Regions from separate parts of the Mus musculus genome. Here region 2 is linked to region 1. The links are chromatin contacts, called in public ChIA-PET maps. All regions are on one chromosome and are shown on one strand. The core of a region is the stretch at or near the end of the contact, and the rest is flanking DNA. Distances in the headings are between cores, read along the strand shown.

Region 1 (5,887 bases), core at 56-2,555:
TCCTCCTGCTAAGCCGTACCCCTTGTCTGAAAATTGTCTGCCGCACTGCTAAACAACGGTCAAAATAACAATAGCTCGGATTTGTGGGCATGCCAACAATAAATAAAAGGCAAAATGCATTCGTGGTAAGAACTGTCCCTTGTTTTCTGATGTTCACTGGAGCCAAGGCTAGCTTTTACTCCTCTGCCAGCTCCCCGCTCCCCCGGAGGTGGGGTTGCAGGCTGCACCACACCTGGCTTAGCAAACTCCATATATGCTAAGCAAGCACATCCCTGATGCCAGAATTTGAAAATGGCGTCATATCTTAATTCCACAACACTACTCTGAGCCATCACAAGGCTTGTTTTCTTTGGAAGACTGTTTCTAAATGGCCCTGTGCTCCTCTGGGGCTCGCTGGCTTACCACGTGACTTACCTCCACCCACAGAACAGAAGTCCCAGGAGAACAGTGCTCTCCTGCCCTGTTCACTGCTAAATACTCTGCACTTAGAACCCAGAGGTGCCCGCTGCCGCGTACTGACTATGAGTGATGATTCAAAGACCAGCCGGACATTAGTCACTTTCATCCCCATGGGGACAGATTCTCTTCCAACCTAATAGTTTAGACATAAATCCTTCTTTGCAAAGTCATTCTGACCTCCCTAACTGCCCCCACGTCCCCTTCAGGTCCCAGGGTAGGATCCTGCTGAATGTTGGATGAGCCCAGCCTGATTCCACACTCACTGCAGAGTGACTAAGAACTAAGTCACTGCGACACCTCATGGATGAGCAGAGGCCTCTTTTCTGTGCCTGCTTCCTCAGGTGTCACAGAAACTGATCCACTGAAAGCCCCCCAGTGACCGCTGTCACCACGGTATAAAACACATGTCTTTTGGGCCTCTTCACAATCCTCTCAGCCTCTTTGCCTCTCAGACAGCCAGTTAGCCCTGGAGTCTCCCCCTCCCTGGGGAGTCTCTTCTTGGTACAGGGGCTCAGCAGCCCCTACCAGTGCTCTGGAAAGTGTGTGTGCGCATGTGCATGCGCGTGTGTAACCACATGCTTTGCAGCATGCTAGGGGGCTTCCTGTGAGAAACCATGCTTGATCACACCCTGCTGAAACCCAGGCTTAAATACTTCTATCTCAAGGTATCGATGGACCATTCCTGACAGCAAAGGCCAGCGCCAGAGAGCCCAGATGCAGTCAGTAACTAGAAGCAGGACTGCACCAAGCGGCAGTCTGCCATTCCCTGCACCTCCCCACTCCACAGACCCGCCATGTGCCTATCCTCAGCGACAGCACCACCTGTCAGAGTGATGAGCAACCCCAGAGTGGTTTTACAGAGCCTAGATGGGGAGGACTTAAAAGCCAAACCCATACAGTACCTGGGTTTGTTAGGGGTTACCCATCACTTCCATAGCACCCCGAATCTTGTAACATCATTGGTTCACGTTTCAGATTACCTCAGTCTGGAGTGAGCTGTTGTTATTTCTACCTCACACCAGTATGCAATGTTTGTCTTGCACAACTCCCCCACTGTTTAGTCAACAAAGTGCCTAATGGGCCTGAAAGTGCCTGTCTCCTGCTGGTCTAGGGTGTGTGTGTCTTTCACTTGAGCCACATATGCATCTAAATAGATCAGAAAGCATGCAGTCACCAAAGTGCCTCAGTGGGGGCCTTCCAGTGGTCTCTAAACTCAACAAAACCCTCCATTACACAGTAGAAGGAGCTGAGGTTCTGGCTACTTGGTACGGCCTGTACTTCCCTCTATATGTGGATGTACAGAATTCCTCAGTACAATTACAACATTAAGCCACAGCTATTAATATGCAAAAGTGTGTCTGTTTGTCATCCCAGGTCGCTTAGCTCTTGTAAGCATTTCACAGGGCCGGGAGGCCCTGCTGACTAAACATTTCCCGGATCTGCACAAGCCCCTGCCTCTTTGCACATTAATAAACCTGCTAGAGAATGCATGCAAAATGAAAGGCACTTTTTCAAAGACAGCCCCCGAGAGGCTAAGGTAGTAATAAATGAGGTTAGTTCAGAACCATAGAGGACTCACACAGGCCAAAGCCCCAAATATGGCAAAGCTGAGTGAGCATTCGGAAGACAGTGGCTCTGTCTCAGGACAGCGCCTTTCCTTTTGCTACAGACATGGACGCTGCTAACTGCCGCCTGTACACACGGAAGCACTCTGATGTCACCTTCTCACACAAGCCAGTGCTAACTGCCCAGTCTGTTGAAAAGCAGATTTCCTCGTTCTTTCCCATGACACCACTTGGGTTGCCTTCAACATTGGAAGAGTGCCTGCTTACAGACTATTCCACCAAAGAGGAAGATCAGAATGTATATTTGTACATACACAAGGGAGTGAGAGAGAGAGGTGTGTATGTATTTGTGTATGTGTGTGTGATATAGTGTGTGTACGTGTGTGATGTACGGTGTATGTGTGGTGTGGGTGATATGTGGGGTATGTGTGTATGGTGTGATATGTGGTATGTATGTATGTATGTGTGGTATGTGTATATGTGTATGTGAGCATATGTGTGTATATGTGTGGTATGTATATTATATGATGTGTCTGTGTGATATGTGTATATGAGTATATGGTATCTAGTATATGTATACATGTATGTATTATATGTTGTATGTGTAATATGTGTGTGTGGTGTCTAGTGTGTGTATATATGTGTGTGTGTATATATATGTGTGTGTGTGTGTGTGTGTGTAGGTGTGTGTGGTGTGTATTTGTGTGATGATTGTCTGTGTGGTATGTGTGAATGGTGTCTAGTGTGTGTATTTGTGTGATATGTGTAATATGGTTCTAGTGTGTGGTATCTGGTATGTGTGTATGTGTGTGTATGAGTAGGTGTGTACGTGTATTTTTAGGCATGTGTGTATGAGTGAGTGTGTATGTGTGTGTATGTTTGTATATGAGTGAATTGGGGGGGGGTACAAGAGCTTGAGAAGGCAGAGGTAGGAGGGGCATGTGGGCACGTGGTGAATCCTGAGAAAAGAATTGGAGGATTTGTTCCACTGTCCTTCCCAATCCATTTAGAAAATTTCTAAATAAGTTAAAATTAAGTGAACTAACACAGAGTGGCTCCTTACAATGGCTAATTTTGATTGTCAGCTCAATGGGATTGAGAATCACCAATCACCATGGTAACCAGTCTCTGTGTGAGACTGTAAGAGATTATCTGGATGGGTCACCCAGGGTGGGAAGACACACTAAATGTGGGTGACCATTCCATGGGCTTGGTGGGCTCTCACATTGACTAAAAAGGGGAAAATGAGTTGGGGTCCGAGAGCCATTGCTCTGTGCTTTTGACAGGGTGCCCTGGAACCAGCTGCCTAACGTTCCTGCAGCCACACCCTCTCTGCCATGGTAAGCCGAGTAAACTCCTCCTGCTTTAAAGTTGCTTGCCCAAGTATTTTTTTTTTTTTTCCGCAGCAACAAGACAAGTACTAAGACAGTGTTCCATCATTAAATGAGCCATAAGAAAGCTGGTGTTTTGTGATTGTACTTGTTTGCTTCTTTGTTTAAGGTTACTCGCTGGTTTGTCCCATCAGCCCCATGGCTGATGAAAAGGGTCTGTGGAGCTTTTCCTTCCAGCTGCTGCCAGGCACTGTGGTGGGCACAGCCAAAGATACCCTGAGCCTGCTCCACGGGTGACGTACTAGGCAGCACCCAGGCCACCTGAGAGGAGAGGCTGCATAACGAAGAGAAATGAAGCTTTCTTCTGCTCTTGGGGGAGGAAGAGGACACAGAAGACCATCCAAGAGGCCTGCCACACTCGACTGTCTAGGAGATGAAAGAATGGGGCACTAAGGCCAGGGAAGCGGCATGGAGACTTGCACCTAGGATCTCCACAAGCGTGGGCGGGGCCGGCACCTTGGCAGGGTGAAAGCACTCAAGCAACCACAGTGGAAGGGATCACGTGATCCCCCTTCTCTGCTTTCAAAGCTTCTCCCAGGTTGCACACCGTGAAAGCAACCCAACAGAGCTGTAAGTAGTACAGTCAGAGCTCCTGTGACAGGGAGTAAAAGCACCTGGAGGTCCCTGTAACCCCTCTAGCCTGTCACGTGGGAAATCCCTTTCCAGCCCAGACACAGGCCCCACAAAAGCCCACGGCAGGCTGCTTTAGTGACTGAGGCCTTCAGGGTTGCCAGAGTCCCTCATCCGCACACCTGGACCCCCCAGCTTCGCAGGCTTCTGGGCTCCAGAACTGGCGTCTGCTCTCATCTGGGAGAAAGGCAAGGCAGAGCACTTCTAGCATCCTCCTTCCATAATGACATGAGAGGGGGCTGCCTACTCCTCTGGCTTGGCAACGTATATGGCAGGAGGGTAGGGGATGTTAAAGGAGAGGCATCGGGATTAACAGATGACAGAATCTATTTTACAGAAAACAACTAGAGGGGAGAAGCCTGTGGATATCGCAATGAAGCCTTCTGGGACCCTCACAAGGGTCATCTGAGCAACAAGGGGTCCATGCCGAGGGTAGACTGCATCCCCAAAGACATGAACTTGATGACCACAGGGAAGTTCTGAAATCAAAGCTCACACGGCTCATCTCAGCCTTCTCAGGACCACTCCCAACCATGCTGACAAGGCAGAGGTCAAAACACTTGGAGAAACAGGTTCACTCTTCTTTTTAGGTTTTAAAAAAAAAGTCTCAAAGAGCTTGCTGTGTAATTATAAGGACCTGCACTTTGTCCCCAGAACCCAGGTTAAAAAAAAAAAAAAAAAAAAAAAAAAAGAGAGAAAAAGAGAGAGTGAGAAAGCCTGATATGGTGGTATGTGCTTCTAAATCCAGTGCTGGAAAGGCAGGGACCAATTCCTGGGACTCCCTGGCAGTCTAGCCTAATTGGTAGACCCCAGTCCAGTGAGAGACCTTTTCTCAAAAGAACTCCTAGGTCATGCTCCACTAGAAATAAGCCATGCCTAAGACCCTACAGGAAGGTCAAAAATAAAGGCCTCTTTTACTGAGCTGTCAGGAGTCTCCACAAGCCCAGGGTTTTCTCTCAGAGCTACCTGCCAAGAGTCCCACTCACTCGCCCACTCACTCACTCACTCACTCACTCCTCTTTCTCCTAGTTTTGCATCTCATTGTGGATGGATATCTATTAGCCTTGATCTGACCCTGTGGCAGGTCCTGTCTCACCAGACACTGTGTGTGCAGAAACCTCAGTGTTACCGCCCACGTAGTGGCCAATGCCGTCATTCATCAGACACTAGAAACTCATGTAAGCAGAGCTTAGCATGTCACTTGTGTCTGACCCCTAACCCTACTCAGAGAGAAGGAAAATTAATCTTGGAATGTTTTCCTATTTCACTACACGCAGGTGTCAATCATCCTGCCGAGTTCTGACACCATTCATCAAACAGGATGTACACGCCTATATGCAAATGTCAAGCAACATTAAACGCGTAGGAGGTAACCTTTATTCTCAGCCTATATTGAAACAAAGGAGAAAATTGTAACCACGGAGTGAAGACCATTTAGAACTCCCATGCTGTCACCGATTCTTCCGTGGGAGAGCTGCTAGCAGAGCTGCCCCAGGCTTGTTTTCGCACTAGCATTTCTTAAGATGCATCAATCTGTACCGAGGTCAAACATTAAGATAAGTAGAAGGAAGTAAAGACCACACTTGTTTTCAAGGCCCTTGTACTTCAAGAGTAAAACTGTTCCCAGTTACCACAAGAAGAGTCACTCCAGGCGACATGTGTGAAGAACTGCCAACACACTTCAAAATTAGCATCGCCCATATCTTTTGAGCTGAAATGACAGAAGTTCTGCATTTAGGAGTTTCTCTGACTGACATACTGTCTGTGTGCAGAGGCGAAGGCAGCTAGAGGCATAGATGGAGAGGAACGAGCGCTCCCTGTCCTGGGTGCACCACTAGGTAT
Region 2 (6,458 bases), core at 525-3,024, 220 kb before region 1:
CCTTCTACTTTGTGGCTCAGTGAATTTCCTTCTCTCCTCTCCATCCCCTGACTCACCTTGAAGAGGAGGATAAGAAAGGTTACCTCCTTGCTGAGACTGTATGTGGAGGCAACAAGACAATGCATACAAGGTGCACAGTGCTAGGCAAGGCTAGGCACACCCTTGGCACTAAAGAAGTGATAGCTGTTGTCGTCAACAACTTTCCTCAGGACAAACTGAACCATCCAGCAAGCAAGAGGGACAAACAGAGCCCCTGTCCACAAAAGGGCTCCTTTGCTTGGATTTCCTCTTGATACTTTGGAATGCCAAAAATGTGAGTTGGATGTCTTCTCTTTGACTCTGCCCAATAACTCCTAGCTGGATGGGGTGGCACAATCCTTCATACTAGCACTTAGGAGGCAGAGGCAGGCAGATAGAGAGCTGAAGGCCAGCCCAGGCTATATAGTGAGATCGTATCTCAAAACACCAAGAACATTTGATGCAGCTTTATGGTAATGTGTTTGTCTAGTATGTACGTGCAAGGCCCTAGGTTTGCTTACCAATACTGCCAAAATAATAAGACAAATTTTCAAGATACTGTCACTTTTTAGTTATTTTCTTGAGTTTACTTTCTAAATCTAGGGTTGGGTTTCCTTTACATAAAGAACTATATCTTATTTTACTTTGTTTTGGCTTTATGGAGCCTTATGAGTTTTCAGCAAAGAATCTCCCACTGAGCTATATCCAGTAACTATCTTAGAGAGAGATTCCCAATTTTATTGGTACTATTAAAGCCTTTTATTGGTACTATTAAAGTTTTCAGTCAAACTTCCAATTTTCAGGAGCTGGCCATTTCGTTTCTTTGTGCCTCAATTTCTTCATTTATAAATCAAGGATCACAAAATAATCTTACTCACAGGTTTAAATGAGACACAGAAATACTTAAAAAGTAGCTCTTTTGGCCTTTTGAAAGAGTCACATGGAAAACTTACTGTAGAAACTTCCTAAAATATATAAGTATATAAAAGGAGTTTTAATGGAATTTCCCTGTGATGGGGGCATACAACTTCAACTACAAATGATATGCTACCAAACCTCTTTTTGAGTTATTGGTCCCATAACCCTGCCCAAGTATCACAAGCTGTTTCTTAGTTACACTTCAGGACGTGGTGGTAAGACCCTATTGCTGAAGATAGTACACACTTGAGTTATAGAACATGAAGAAATCTACCTCAACTGGACATGTCGCCCTTGCTGGCTTGTGTGCACAGTGCTGGAAGGTGCTGTGTGTGCTACTGGAGGAGTAAAGCAATCACTAGTGCCACCCAGCTGTGAACACTGCAAGCTACAACAACTCACCTGGCAAGAAGCTATGCACCTAAGTGTAACAGTGGCACAAATGTCATGTCATGGGAGCAACCAAGCTCGCTCGCCCTTCCTTCCTTCCTTCCTTCCTTCCTTCCTTCCTTCCTCCCTCCCTCCCTCCCTCCCTCCCTCTCTCCCTCCCTCTCTTTCTTTTCTTTCTTTGTCTCTCTCTTTCTTTCCATATTTATTTGTTTGTTTGTTTAATGCCCACTCTGTGAGATGGAACCATACCTGACATTGTCAATGAGACCCAGAATCTGAGGCCATATAGAACTGAGGCAATGTAGGAGAAAATGCACTGCAATTATTCTGCTCAACACACAGCAATAAGTGACTCCTAACAACATATTACCAGACGTATAGATCAGTGCATTGGCCAACCCTCATCAGAGAAGAGTTATCTTGCAGTAGAGTGTGGTTAGCACAGGAACTCACAACTCTTGGCACACTTCTTTCCTAGGCAGAATGGTGACATTGGTGACAGCATTGGCCCCATAGAAAGGAAGTCTAGTTGAAAGCTAAAGTCTCAAAAATACCCAGAATAACACCTCAAAATTCTTTGAGTTTCTTGCATTCTGATTTGAAAGGACAGTTCTGCGAAGAAAATGTGCTTATTTTTCAAAAAAAGAAAGAGAGAAAGAAAGAACAAAGCAAAGAAAGGAAGGAAGGAAGGAAGAAAATCAAACAACAACACTCTCTAAATTTTGAGCATGTTTCCCAAAATAAGCTTTCTTTAAAATCGTCCCACTTCCTACTTTTCTTAAATAGAACTTTCTTATCTCTATTACATATTCTACTGTTTATAATGATATTTATAGGCAAACACCATTAAAGTCAGTCTTTCCAGGACTTAACGATAAAAGTTAAAAGCTACAAATACAAATGGAAATATAAAACCCTATCTGATAAAATTCTGCAAAGACACTGTCAAAGACCAAGCTTACAGGCACTCCACCAGGAACCCCAGGAGAAATAGTGTAGACTGTTCCAAGAGTTAAATAGTAAACCAACGTGGAGGGTTGGGGTTCAGCCCAATGGTAAATCACTTGACTAGTAAACATAAGGCCCTGACATGACACAGAGAGGCTGGGACGTGTGAAAGACAGGATAGGTCCCGGGGAATCAAGATATCAGGGTAACTTTGATGAGAGTGTGGATGCACTAGAAGTGGACCTGGAGAAACTAGAAGAAAATTCAGGCTGTAGCAGGCAGAGCTCACACAGATACAGGAAGGAGTGCTATAGCCCGTGGCTAGGATATCTTCACCATGGCTGGACCATTTGTTGAGGATGCATGTGGCATGACACTTAGAGGATGAGGGTTTGGATACAAATGCTCTCCTGTCTTCCCACTTAATAATTCTGCAGTGCTGTACATTCTCTATCTTCTTGTGTCTTTCCTGGGAAATGAAGCTAACAGTCAAGTATATAGAGAGGTAAATATCATATATGAAGTTCCTGACATCATCCTTAACAGAGGGGAAGGATATGCAGACATCAGTAGCTGCTGTCACAACCTCCAACATAGATTTTTCAGGTCCTAACAACCCAAGGCCACTGAGCATGTAGACCCACCAGCCATCTGTCTCCCCTGGCCTCGTTTTAGTCTTACCAAATGGTGACCATTGTCAGAGCACCCAGGTCTGCATGTTGCTTTAGACTTTATATGACAATTGAGTATTTGGAAATCCTGTGTACAGAGTATGCTCCTAGGATGTATTAATTAGCGGCAAATGCCTTGACAGACACCAAGTCACCCAGCCCAGATTCACGTGCTTTGCCGTCACCTTGACCTTTGCCCGACAATGATTCTCCCGGACCATGCCTTACCCGTGACGTGGAGCTTTTCATCAGTGACCTCAGCCTTCAGATAAATCCGCCCCCTCTTCTCTGTGTGATCCATTCCGCAGAGGCTAGGGACATTGATCACACACTGCTTGTGAACATTCATGTCGCAGGCTGTGAATCAAAAAAGCAAAGGGGTAAGGTTGGCCATATGGGCTCATATCGCTGCCTTCGTGTTTTGGTGTCTGAGAAGTGGGGCCGATTCTTCCCTAATGTGACACTTTGCTATAATGTTTCTGGTGACATGAACTGTGAGCAGATGTCCCTTCCAGCACAGGCTTCCTCCTTTGAGTGGCAATACCCTTAAAATATCTATTTCACATTTGTTCAGTCTTTCCCACAGCAAAAGAACCCAGGTTTTTCTTCTGTGACTGTTTCAAATATTTAACAAAATCTACAGGAGTGAATGTATACAGAGTTCAGACTAAATACTTAATAGTTTATGTGCACACAGGTATGCAATATGCAAATTTTTAATGGAGGATTCAATTTTCTGATGAGAATTCTTTCTGCCTTTCTGAGCTGGCCACCAAGAACATGACAATTTATGGGCTTTGTATACGAAATTCATAAAAATTTTCTTTCCCTCAAGTAACTCAGTATTTTTGAGAAGGTATAAGTATGTTGCCTTATTTTTTTTTTAAGGAATTTGTGTTTGATATTTTAAACCTGTCTTCAAATATTTAAATATTAATCCAAGTAAAACAAATACATGCCTGGCATAAGCCATTCCTTACACTGACATTATGTAGGCGAGACAGGGGGAGGATAAAAAAAGATCAGTCTTATTTCCATAAAGCAAGCAACCCTGAGAAGAATCCCCAGGGATGACTACAAACATGAGGCTGTGTAGGTGTGCTGGTTCCGCCCTCCTGGTACCTTGGGCTTTCTGGAATCCTCACCCACTCTCCCTGGGATGTTAACAAGATTCATCTGCGATATTCAAGGCAGAACCTGGCTATTCTTTTCATTCTCAATGTTTAATCTAAACATAGCAGCACACTTTTTTTTTTTTTTTTTTTTTTTTTTGGAAAAAGTCATAAATAAGACCTATTTGCTGCAACTAAATACTGAAAACTGCTTCTCACATGTGGATCTCCTCAGGTTTCTGTCCACAAAGCTCCCTGTTCAAGACGCTGTATTGGCTGGGGCTTAGCAACGAAGACTCTTGCGAGGTTGTGCTATTCACCTCCCGAGGGTTACCCAAGCCCTATCTACCTTTGGGTACCTGGGCATGAGCTGAAATTTGAGGATGATAATTACAGGGCCTCGGAAAGAATATGGTTACCAAGGATGCTGTGGGGTCATGAACACACACTGGGGTTGCACTTGGGAGTGAATGCAAACTTGGGTCACACTCGGAAGTGGACACACACTGGGGTCACACTTGGGAGTAAACACACACTGATTGTACTCTGGTTTTGGCTCTACTCGAAACAGCTTTTGTACCTTGGGGAGATCCTTTGCATACTCTCATCCCATTTCTTACCCTACAAAGGGTTGGCTGACATAAGTGGTGGCTAGCATTTTCCCCACCAAGAGGAACTGTGCACAGAGTCCAAGGAGACAGCAGACAAGAGTGTGTATAGTGACTTCTGTATCTCTCTGCTAAGGTAGGGTTGGGATCCCGATGCCTTCTGCCCATTCTCCTCCTTCCAGGAAGGAGCCCCAGATACCAAGTCTACAGAAATAACAACAACAACAACAATAATAATAATAACACAAAAAATTGGCTTGGGTCAATGTCTTTCAAAATAGTTTAGAAATGGAGTTCTTTTTGTTCCAAATGAAATCTAAAGCAGAATCCTAGTATGTAAAACCAGATGGGTAGTATTGTCAAAAATTTAGCTAATAAATTCAGATTTATACAGTTTATTTATTACAAAGACACTCAAGGGTAGCCAGGAAACAAAACTCTAAAATGGATGGTTTGTGAGTCTAGTTAATGTCTGTTATGGAAGAAAGATCTCCCCAAAGTTTGTGTGCTGGAAGTTTCACCCAGAGTAGGAGAGACCTTTGGGGGTAGACAGTAGTACATGAGGTTGTGAGCGTGACTCTGAGGGATTCTTATGGTGGCGCTGTGGCTGTATAAACAGACGAGAGCTCTCGGCTACTCTCCCAGTCTACCTTTCCAGAGGAGGCCCCTCTACCATGTTCTCATGTTGTAACAAGGCCACACTGCAGGCAGGTGCTTTATCTGAGAGCTCTGAGATTAAATACATTTTGATTCTTCATAAAGGACCCCATTTCAGGTACTTTGCTACAGCAGCAGCAAATGACTAGAAACCATATCTGGCAATTCATCTGTTTCTGCATGGTAATTAAAATTACTGGGCACATAAAATCCTTGCTTCATCCTAAAGAGAATATACACGTGGGGATGGGGTGGAAGGGCACACCTCTCCCTGATTCCCCAGCAGACTTCTCAGGGGAGTGCATTGATTGGGGGAACTCTATGACAAGCTCTACCACTTGAGTGGGGGTGAGATATTAACGTCGCATGGTCTTGCTAACTGTGACAAGGTTGACATGTATGCAACACATATGAGTGTTCATTTTTGCTCCATGTTTAAAAATGATGCTAACATTTACTTATTGTGCTGCCCCGGCCACGGCACACAGGTGGAGGCCAGAGATCATTCTGTATGAATCTGTTCTTTCCTTCCATCTGTCATGTGGCTTCCAGAGATTGATGCCAGGTTGTCAATCTTGGTAGCAGGTGTCATCACCCCCTGGACACCATTTCTCCAGCCCTGCTCCAAGTTTTAAAATAGCCAAAAATACATTTACAAATGTACTTAGGATCACCATTTTTAGAAACATTGAGAATGACTAAAATGATGTGTTTGGAATCTGGCATGGATGATAAGGCCATTAACCTGCACGGCTAGGTAAGCTGAACGAACCCTGGGCTCTGAGAGACTCACACACGCCCAACACCTCAGGATACAAAGCTCTGAGGTCGATGCAGTCCTTAGGAACAAGAACATGCTGGTGCCTTCCTGACATTTATTAAGGACACAGGCTTAGTAGCTGCCTTTTCAGCCCTAAACACACACATTTTTATTTAAGCATCGAGCTAGGTAAATTTGTCACTAGAGAATTAGCAAATCAGAAACTTTCCTAGGCTATGTTTTTCTCTCTTTGGTATTGGATAAGGATGCAGACATGGCTGGGAGGAGGATGGAAATGGCCTCCTGTCCCTTGTGTCACTGACCTCTGTGATGCTGTACATAACTCGGCTGCTATAGATCCATCCGTTCATCAACG

The links. ChIA-PET counts read pairs in DNA pulled down with a chosen protein or histone mark.
Region 2: an RNA polymerase II ChIA-PET map of effector CD8 T cells shows a contact between it and region 1, with 12 read pairs. The contact joins two enhancer-like sites. A contact is called at or near these places in 2 of 484 Hi-C or Micro-C datasets (both in nephron progenitors), 3 of 115 datasets of contacts at active chromatin or transcription factors (effector CD8 T cells, fibro-adipogenic progenitors and memory CD8 T cells) and 1 of 9 other capture datasets (embryonic stem cells).

The regions. Positions count from the first base shown.
Region 1 is chr11:108,267,601-108,273,487 of GRCm38.p6, forward strand. All of the region lies in intron 2 of Prkca (protein kinase C, alpha), which reads right to left. Among named protein-coding and RNA genes, the nearest start is that of Prkca, 73 kb to the right of the region's middle. Within about 2 kb of position 1,306, at least 99 of the 459 cell types and tissues checked have an H3K27ac peak or open chromatin away from gene starts, as enhancers often do. A contact at or near this core is called in effector CD8 T cells and memory CD8 T cells, where this site is marked.
Region 2 is chr11:108,050,802-108,057,259 of GRCm38.p6, forward strand. It overlaps Prkca (protein kinase C, alpha), which reads right to left. Exons shown (of 17, transcript NM_011101.3): 5 at 3,174-3,302. Among named protein-coding and RNA genes, the nearest start is that of Mir7223, 57 kb to the left of the region's middle. Within about 2 kb of position 1,775, at least 4 of the 459 cell types and tissues checked have an H3K27ac peak or open chromatin away from gene starts, as enhancers often do. A contact at or near this core is called in effector CD8 T cells and memory CD8 T cells, where this site is marked.